2 separate regions of the Sus scrofa genome follow, and region 1 is linked to region 2. A link is a contact called in public Hi-C data. All regions are on one chromosome and are shown on one strand. The core of a region is the stretch at or near the end of the contact, and the rest is flanking DNA. Distances in the headings are between cores, read along the strand shown.

Region 1 (4,459 bases), core at 1,851-4,350, 490 kb before region 2:
TACCATTCACTGAATCAAATATAAACTCCTGGCCACTGTTTTCAAAGTCTTCTCATTATGCTTTAAACATCTGTGCATTATCTCCTAACCATTCTTAGATTTAGCCACAGTAGTCCTCTAATACCTTCATTTGGCTTTCTCCCTTCTAAAGCTTTGTTAACCTGTTGATGAATGACTGAGTTCTGTTGCTTTTAATTTTTTGTGGGCGACAAAAATACCAAAGGGCAGGAGAGGCCAGCAAGCTCTAAAGACATATTTGGGAGCCCTTTTGAAGCAACAGTGGGAGAGGGAATGAAATCCAACCAAGGTAAGGAATCTGGCTAATAGGAAGATTGACTCACTCTACCTGGGGAGCAAGGAAGGTATCTTGGAGCAGTTGCAGTTGCAATGAGAAGATTAGGGACCCTGGAGCCCTGGAGCTCTACTTTTAAGGTTTATAAATACTAATGTGTTCTTTCATTTGCTCCTCACTGAAGTGTCATGAGATAGACAAAGCAGGCGTTTTCATTCTAATTTTTGAGGTGATAAACTGAGATTCTGAGAGATTATAAGACCTTGGCCAGTAAGTCTGAACCTCAGTCTTATAAGTAATTATATCTGTTTTATGCCAGAGGTCAGCAATTTCTTTTGTAAAGGCCAAGATTAAAAATATTTTAGCCTTGGGAGTTCCCGTTGTGGCGCAGCAGAAATGAATCCGACTAGGAACCATGAATTTGCGGGTTCAATCCCTGGCTTGCTCAGTGGGTTAAGGATCCGGTGTTGCCATGAGCTCTGGTGTAGGTCGCAGATGCGGCTCAGATCTGATGTTGCTGTGGCTGTGGCATAGGTCGGCAGCTACAGCTCTGATTAGACCACTAGCCTGGGAACCTCCATATGCTGTGGGTGAGGCCCTAAAAAAAAATTTTTTTTTAGCCTTTATGGGCCATGTTGTCACTGTCACAAACACTCAAATCTGCCATTGTAGTATGGAAACATCCTTGGATATCCATAGACTATTGTCACAGAATGATGGGCATTGTTGCATTCCAATCAAGCCTTATTCATAAAAATAGGCAGCAGGTCGGATTTGGCCCATAGGCTGTAGTTTGCAGATCCCTATCCTATAACTTAAAGCTGTAATTGACCATATGTCAAGACTAAGGATTTATAGACTAACAAATACTTTTGTAAGTTTGAATTCTCAAAATGTAGATATTGAATAATGGAGTGCAAAGGAATACACCTTAACCTGATGTGACTCAGATAACAAGGAATGAACAGAGGGAAGCTTGCTAATGTGCGGGTTACTTAAGAGTGAGCGGACAGGAACTCAGGAGATACCCACAGAAGGTTAGGAAGGTGGATGATGTTGATGAGTTGGTTTTCCAGGTGCCTCTGAATGTGTGAGTGTCCTGGGAACTTCATGGATCTTTCTCAGCTCTCTTCCTTACTGCAGATTTGGTCACGCCTCAGCCGAGATATAGGCCCTATGGTTTCTACTCTGAGAGCTTCTCCCAGAAGCTGTCATCCCCCTTCTGATGTGACAGATGTCCAGAACTTGCTTCCTGAAGAGAAAAGGCAGGCTCTTCCTTCAGGTCAAGACCAGAAGCCTTGACAGGGGAGACAAGCCAGGAGACTTAATGGAAATAGATCTTTGCCTTTTTCCACCCATTTCTGGCTCTAATTGGATGATCTTATTATTTGGTGACAATTTCCTGCTCACCTGGCTAGCTAGATCTGCCTCAAAGCCTTGGAGGGAACGCAGGAGAAACTCAGACTAGAACTCACTCTAGATATTTTGTCTATATCTTCTAGAACAGTATCAGCTATGCTGATACTACAAACTCATCTGTCCGGTGGGATAAACCCCTAAAAATTGTAAATTTTTACTTATACTTGGGAAAATGGACTCATTAGCCAGGCCCTAGGAGTCTCAACCTCCTTCCATGGTCTTCAGTGTACATTAGCAGTCACATCTCACCCCCATTGCTCCCTGATATTTCTGCCACCTAAGGTGATTTTCCTGTATCCCATCCCTTCCTGTCCACCTAGCCAACCCCTGCTCCTCTATAAGGCCCAACTCATGACAGATTTGCTGCCTCCATCCAGTCCTTGACTGCTATACCATTCCTTTAGCATTTTATTGTAAGCTGTTTTGTGATCTCTCCTGTTTATTAAATTTTCATGTGTGTCTTGTTCTGCAATGAAAATTGAAGTACCTGGAGGCGTTGATTGGGTTTTGTCTATATCTTCTAGCTGATACTACAAACTCATCTGTCCGGTGGGATAAACCCCTAACTATGATCTTTCAATGAGCCTCTAACATGGAGAGTCTCTTGAGTGTCAAATGCTTATTTTGCTAGCTCTTTTGAGTGTCATTGCTCCCTTCTCTCTCAGAACCTAAGTTCCCTCAGGGGTGGTTGGAGGGCAAGAATGACAGCACATGTACAATTATCACTTTTCATTGATCCTCACTTTGTCCAAGTCTAGTTAGTGCTCTGTGAAATCCATGAGAGCAGAGGCTGTGTCTAACCACTAGACCATTTCTCACCATTCTATCCCCTTCATTTAGCGAGTGTCCAGCACATGGTAGATGCTTAATAATTATTGGGTGAATGAATAATTACTGGTTAAATAAAAGAATGAACGGACAGATATTGTCTTGATCTGGTTCTGGGTGACTCTCTTGCCCTGTAGGAAGGGGGCTGGTTGTCAAGAAGTGAGGAGATAGCCTTTGTTATCTCTCCTCAGTAGAACATCTCAGCCCCTTGCATTTTGCTCTCGCATGGGGCCCATCAGACTACACGCAAGCAGATTTTTTTTTTTTTTTGCTTTTTAGGTCTGCACTCGCGACATATGGAGTTCCTAGGCTAGGGGTCTAATCAGAGCTACAGCTACCATCATACACTGCAGCCACAGCAACTTGGGATCCAAGCCACAACTTTGACCTACACTACAGCTCACAGCAGCAATGCTGGATCCCCAACCCACTAAGTAAGGCTGGGGATTGAACCTGAATTCTGATGGATACTAGTTGTATTCATTTCCACTGAGCCATGGTGGGAACGCCCTGCAAACAGATGGCCAATCTCAACTTACCAGATCCCCAAAGACTGGATCAGCCTTGTTCTCTCAGCAGGTAATACACAGAGGTCAAACAACTAAAGTTACTCTCTGAGGCTACACCTCCTAATATAACCAAGTAGAGCTTGCTTCATAGCTCACTGATGTGTGTTCCCTTCTTTATCCAGCACAAGCCTGAAAATTCTTCCATAGGGTGGGTGGGTCACACGTGTAAGTAAGTGCTCAGTGGTGACCATTTCCTTTTTGATTATTACCTAAAAATTAATTTAAGGCATCAAATAATATATAATATATAAATAGCTACTTAATTAATGGTAAAATGTTTAATTTTTTTGAATAATGCTTTGATACAAGTATTTTCTTCTTTGAGGCCTTATGTAATAATTCACTGAAAAGGGTCGCTGTATTTATTTAATTGGCACTTATGCATACTTACCACAAGGTGGCAGCATAGTAGCCCCTACTTGCTTGTTAGGGACATGGATATCTTTTAGATTGAGATTGTGGAGAATTTTTTTTCTCCCCCCTTAAATTTCCAAAATCTAACATCATATCCATATGACCTAGTTTGTAGTTATGTAGACTTTGTAATGATACACATACAAAGAAGTCCAAGTTGCACAAAATTCTCACATACAACCTGTCCCATGTGAGAAGCTGAATATTCTGTACATTCTGTCCAGCACTTAATCATGTGTGAATCTTATCTATTAATAATTATGAAATCTCTTGTATAAGTAGGAAAAATCAATCTAAAACTTGTAAATGGAACTTTTAAGGCACTATATCAAGAGTAACCCCTTGCAGGGAAGATATTATTATTGCGGACAGTATGCTGCATTGGTTCTTAACTGGGATAGGGATGGTCTCTATTAGAAAGAATATCTAAATGAGGCTGGGGGAGAGTGTCTATGGATATTGTCATTATCTTCTGGCTACAAGCATTTACTGAGCACAAGTTGTCTATTATTTCATTGTCTGTAAGACTGACTGTTTTCATATAAGAGCTTAAGACCCAATGTTATAAACAGCAGAGAAAAACTCAGCAAACAAGTGAAAAGACAAGTACTATGACAATTACCTGAGAGGAAGGACAGAAGAAGGAAGAAACATTGATGTTTTATGTTTTGCCAGAGGATGAGAGAAGACAGTAGAAACAGTATGGAACAGTCAAAAGATGATGGGAATAATAAGGAGACCCAGTATTGTCTTGGCTCTGCCCCTCACCATTCTTGGCCACTTTAGTTTCCTCATGTGTAGAAAGAAGCATTTGCACTTGGATCTTGGAAACATTACAGGAATATGTCTTGTCAATAGTTGATGTTAATGGATACTCTTCAAAAAGGATTTGTGTTGAATAAGTTTGAGGAAAACAAATTATTTTATTGTGTCTCAT
Region 2 (4,876 bases), core at 1,979-4,478:
GGGACTGGGGGTTGAGGTCTCTCCAGCCTAAGAAGGCCTATGAGGACCAGCCAAGTTAAGGTCATTCACCACAACCGCCCCCTCCCCAGGCGGGCTTATTCCCAGCAGCTTCCTGCCTTTTTTTTTTTTTAAGACTCTTTATGCAAAACCTGGGTGCTCACAAACCCCTTTTCTTTAAAAAAAAAAAAATGCTCTGGGTCTATCAGAAATTTTTCTAACTCTGCAGTGTCCTACCTAGAAAGTGAAAAAAAAAAAATTGTGAAGGATAGACAAAGTTTAAAATGAAAAACTCTTCACTTGTCTGCACTAAATCTCTCAAAGGATTTCCCTCACAGAACCAAAGACTTTAAACATCCATAGACTAGGTCTCCTTCTCTGCTTCTTCTCTGTCCTGTGAAACGCTGGAAAAGAGCAAAGGGAGGTGGAGGTCACGAGAAGGTGTGTCGCAAAGCAGGCAGGGCTGCCCCCTACCCAACTCACACAACCTTTCAGATTCCCGGCTGGATTCTTGACTGACAAAAGCCTCACGCCCTAACCACCACCCCCTCCTCGTCCTTTGAAGATTCATCTCCCTGTCTCTCTGCCCCTCAGGAGCCAGACGTGGGTCCCTATGTAGCAAGAAAGGTGACAGTGCTGAGCTCCACACCTCAACAGGTTGCCTCCTTACCCCGACTCTACACCAGGACCCACAGGCCATCAGGATGGCCTCCAGGGCCAGCCGGGGACAAGGGAGAGGAGAGGAAATTCTGAGCCCAATGTTACTGAGAGGGTGGTTCAAATCAGATCCTTCACCTTCAGGCCACTATCATTCCCAGCTTGCCAGGGAACACAAGGTTGGCAACGCCTCCCTTGACCCTAAAAGACTTGCAGTCCCTAAACGGAGGGCGGCTGTGGTGGCACTCACAAAACAGCCCAGACCAGAGGTGAGAGCATCCGGGAGGGTAAGGCTGATGTGTGTCTCCTTGTCTTTGCCTCCTCTTTGACTCCCTCATCTCCCCTCAAAAAGGAAAAAAAAAAAAAAAAAAAAAAAAGACTTTTTCCCCCCGGTCTTAGGAGGCTGTCAGGTTATATCAAACAGGTTAAATACCCATAAGAGAGACCTCTGAAAGCATCAAGAAGGACCCAGAATGCCACTGCTGGGGAAAAGAGCCAAGGCGCCCTGATCAGGCCAGCCAACAACAGTTCACACCCTCCCTGCTTGAGCAGGACAAACACTTCTCAAGATGGGGCATTTCCAGGTATTTTGACAATTGTGTTTTCCCAGTTCACTCCAAACTGCCCCCAGACACTGGAATGGAAAGCATGAGTGAGAGTGGAGACTGAAAACTTGTTAGCTTGAACTCTGGAGAAAGAATGAGTGTGGGTGCCCCAGGACCCCGGGTTCCAGCCTGGCAGGCGCAGGAAGGGAGGGGGATCAACAGACCCAGACACTTGGGGAATTAATGTCAAGCCAAAGGACCCCTCCACCAGCTTTCGCTTCCAGACAGTCACAAAGCCGACCTCTCTTCTTTCCCTCTCACTGAGGGCCAGGGAGCTAAATGCCAACTAGGTCCTTTTCCACTCTGGAGCTCTTTTAAAACACTCTCCTTGAGGAAAACGCACACACACACGACTCCCAACCTTTGGAGGGTTGAATTGGGTGAGATTGCATTTGAGGAGAGGATGAAATGCAGAAAACTCCCCGAAATTACCCCGCAAGTGGAGTCTCACGATTTCGCCCACGCAAACTAGAGTCTGCCACCAGGCTTCGGCTCTGTCCGTTTCCCTCCTGGGCTCATTTTTTTTCATTTTTTCCAACTGCCCACCCCAGTCGCTATTCATCAGGTCCCTGGACGTCTTCCCAGACACTGAGCTACATCTGAGCATCTAGACTCTCTCCTGGAATGGCACTAAGACACTTCGCAAAACAGAAGCAGCACATCAGCTCTGTCAGACTCTGGGCATTCAGACAGGAATGCCCAAGTCAAGCAGCTGCTCCGCGTTCCGCAACGCCCCCCCCCGCCCCCAGTCCAGCCAGGCCTAGGCGCCTTGAGCCCCCACCCCCGCGCGGTTGCGCGACCCTTACCTGCGCTGGGGCCCCGAGGCACAGGGAGCGGGGCTCCGGCGCGACTCTGTAGACTGTGCAGCACCGGGGTCTCGAAGGGTCCCGCAGGCCATGCGGGCGTCAGCGGCGCACCCACGTAGGGCGAGTAGGCACTTGGGTGGTGATGGTGATGGTGATGGTACGTCCCGTTCAACGGCCGCGCGGCCGATAGCGAGCTGTATTGGTGCTCGCGGCTGCCCATGGCCGCCAGGCCACCGCCACTGCCGCCGCTCACGCCGCCCGCGCCCCCGCCGCCGGCAGCTGCGTAGCCCCCGGGGTCCCTAGCCGCGCCATTGGCCATGGGAGGGCTGGGCGAGTAAGGGAAGCGCGCCGAGACATGCGCCGCGGCCGAGCCTGCGCTGCCCGGCCCCGCCGCCCCGCCGCCCGCCGTGCCGCCTCCGCTGCCATATGGGGGGCTATCCGCTGAGGCCTGTGGCCAGCCGGGGTGCGAGCCCGCGCCGCCCGCATGATTGGCGGGCCCGCTGCCCGCCCCCTGCAGGTACGGTAGGCCTGGCAGCATGGAGCCCACGCGCGTGGTGGGAACGTAAACCGGGGAGCTAGCCGCCGCTGCGGCCGCTGCAGCCGCGGCCGCCGAGTGCACGAAGCCGCCGGGCGCTCCGTCGTAAGCGGCGGGCCCCTGGCTGGAGAGGGCTGCGAGGGTCTGGTACATCTCCTCCGGCTGCTCGGGTGCGAAAGGGCTCAGCTTGGCGCCGCGGCTGGACCACAGCAGCTTGCTGGCGGTCGCGGCCTGGTCGAGGTCAGTGAAGAGCAATAGGTCCTCCCAGCTCGACAGGGCGCCCCCGGGGGCAGAGATCCCGGGCGCCGAAGGTCCGTGAGGAGCCCCGAAGGGATGCGAGGCGTAAGGGTTGAGCAGCAGCGAGCGGGCTGTGGGTCCCGCCGCCGCCTCCGTGTCGAGCTGCGGCGTCCTGCAGTTGCTGGCGCCGCCGGGGCCACGCTCCCCACCCCGTGAGCAGCAGGAGGAAGAGGAGGAGATGGGGGAAGGCGGCGTAGAGGGCTCCCGCGCTGGAAAGCCTCCGGAGTCGCCGGCGTCCGCAGCCGCGGCCCCTAAGCGCTTTGGCAGACACCAGCCGCCGTCAGTCAAGGCCATCCACGGTCCCGCGCTGCTCCAAGCTGACTTCTAGCTCCTGAGACCGGGTGGGGAGGGAGGCAGGGTCGGGAGAAAAAATAAAAAGGAATTATCAAAAGCGCATGCTGCCCTTCTCACTTCCACTCCCCTCTCTAGATAATGAGATTCCTCAAAGATCCCGTCTCGGCCCAGGTTCTAGGGGTGGGGAAAGAGAGGAGCATGGAGCCTGCTCAGCCGCCACAAGGTCCTCCCAGAACCAGGATACCCGCTCTCCTTCTCCCGCACCTCCAGAGTCCCCTCGCCCTCCCCTCCCACCCTCCTTCGCAGCATCCTCCATCCACACGCGCGCCAGATCCCAGGGGTGACTGCGAGGCTGACCAAGGTTTTCCTTCCGCCCCGAAGTGGCTCCCTCCCGGCCGATGGCACACAAAGGAACTTTTGTTAAAGTAGCTGTGCGTGTCGGTGCTGCCTTATTACGCCCCGGTACGGAGGGCTCCCTCGCAGGGAATGCCTCAGTGTGAAGGCTGCCCGCTTGAAAATCATTAGCGCAGGGAAAGCAACCTGTCCCAGAAAACGAAACCACCGAGTTCTCCCATACTGGCTCTCCCAGAGCTTCCCGGACTGCGCTGACGAGACGCAACGCGAGCTCCAGAGAGAAATGCAACCCAGCCCAGGGAGGTGGGGCGCCTGGGCGGAGACCGCAGTCTCGGACCTTCAGGGCACAGGCAGTGCGAAGTCTCATGCCCAACCCGCGTCCCCGTGGCGCCGCACACCTTAGACACCGCTCGCCCCCGCAGCCACCGATGCGTGCGCTCACGCCGGCCGGGCCATGCCGGCTGGGCCACCCCGGCCCACCCCGCGGTCATCCCCAGGCGCGGAAAGGCTAGACGGTTCCGGAATGGACGTAGCAGGGTGGAGCGGAGCGCGGAGGAAAAAAGGGGGGGATGAAAGGGGGACTTGAGACCGCCCTGGAGACGAAGCCACCCCAAAAGGGAGAGCAGCAAGAATGACAGGGAGACTAGGAGGGGGTGGAGGGAGGCCAAACGCAGCCTAGCTGGCCTCTATGGGGCTGCTTTTCCAAATCGTTTCGGCTCATCGGAGATAACCATACTAAAATTAATACACACACAGACCCAGGCCAGATAGCACGAAAGAAGTCTCTGCGCGCCTGACTCCGGCTCCCGCCCCTTTGCGCCAAGATAACTCGGAGATAAGGGTGCGCGCAGATAAGCGCTTCGGAGAGAGGAAAAGACACCAGAAGTTAGTCCGCGGTATCCAGGAACCTGGGAGCCGCCACGGCCTGCCAGGAGTGGATAAGATAGACACCCTTGGAGCCGATCGCGGCCCGCAGAGGGCCGGAGAGCCGAGGCCGAGGGGCCTGCGTTGGGTGGGGGGTGCAGAGGAAGAAAGAGGGGTGCTCGAGCAAGAGAGGTAGCAGCCGAACCTGGGGTGGGCGCAGCGCATGGAGAACAGCGGTGGAGGAGTGTGCTCCCGAATGTGGAGAGAGGCCGAAGGCGCCAGCCGGCGAGCGCGAGTCCGGGGTCTGCGCGGTGCTGCTGGTGAATAAAAAGGAGAGAGGAGGCGCCTCTTACTGCTCTGCCGGAAAACTGCAGCCTGCGCTCCTGATTGGACTCACCGAGCCCTAAACAAACAGCGCTCGCCGAAGGGTGCCAGGCTGTGGGTCGGAACTGCGCTCAGCGAGCAGC

What was found. Hi-C and Micro-C count contacts between places; a contact is called where the count stands out from the background.
Region 1: a Hi-C map of omental adipose tissue shows a contact between it and region 2, with 1.8 times the contacts expected there. The contact joins the enhancer-like site here to the promoter of GATA6 in region 2. A contact is called at or near these places in 2 of 5 promoter capture datasets (fetal skeletal muscle and liver), 12 of 47 Hi-C or Micro-C datasets (alveolar macrophages, brain, embryonic fibroblasts and 8 more) and 1 of 2 datasets of contacts at active chromatin or transcription factors (skeletal muscle).

Annotation. Positions count from the first base shown.
Region 1 is chr6:107,771,987-107,776,445 of Sscrofa11.1, reverse strand. All of the region lies in intron 2 of LOC106510680 (a long non-coding RNA gene), which reads left to right. Among named protein-coding and RNA genes, the nearest start is that of RBBP8, 150 kb to the left of the region's middle. Within about 2 kb of position 3,100, at least 2 of the 83 cell types and tissues checked have an H3K27ac peak or open chromatin away from gene starts, as enhancers often do. A contact at or near this core is called in mesenteric adipose tissue and omental adipose tissue, where this site is marked.
Region 2 is chr6:107,282,679-107,287,554 of Sscrofa11.1, reverse strand. It overlaps GATA6 (GATA binding protein 6), which reads right to left and starts at 3,228. Exons shown (of 6, transcript NM_214328.2): 1 at 2,066-3,228. The coding sequence starts at 3,191. LOC100525229 reads left to right here and starts at 4,800. Exons shown (of 6, transcript XM_021096175.1): 1 at 4,800-4,876.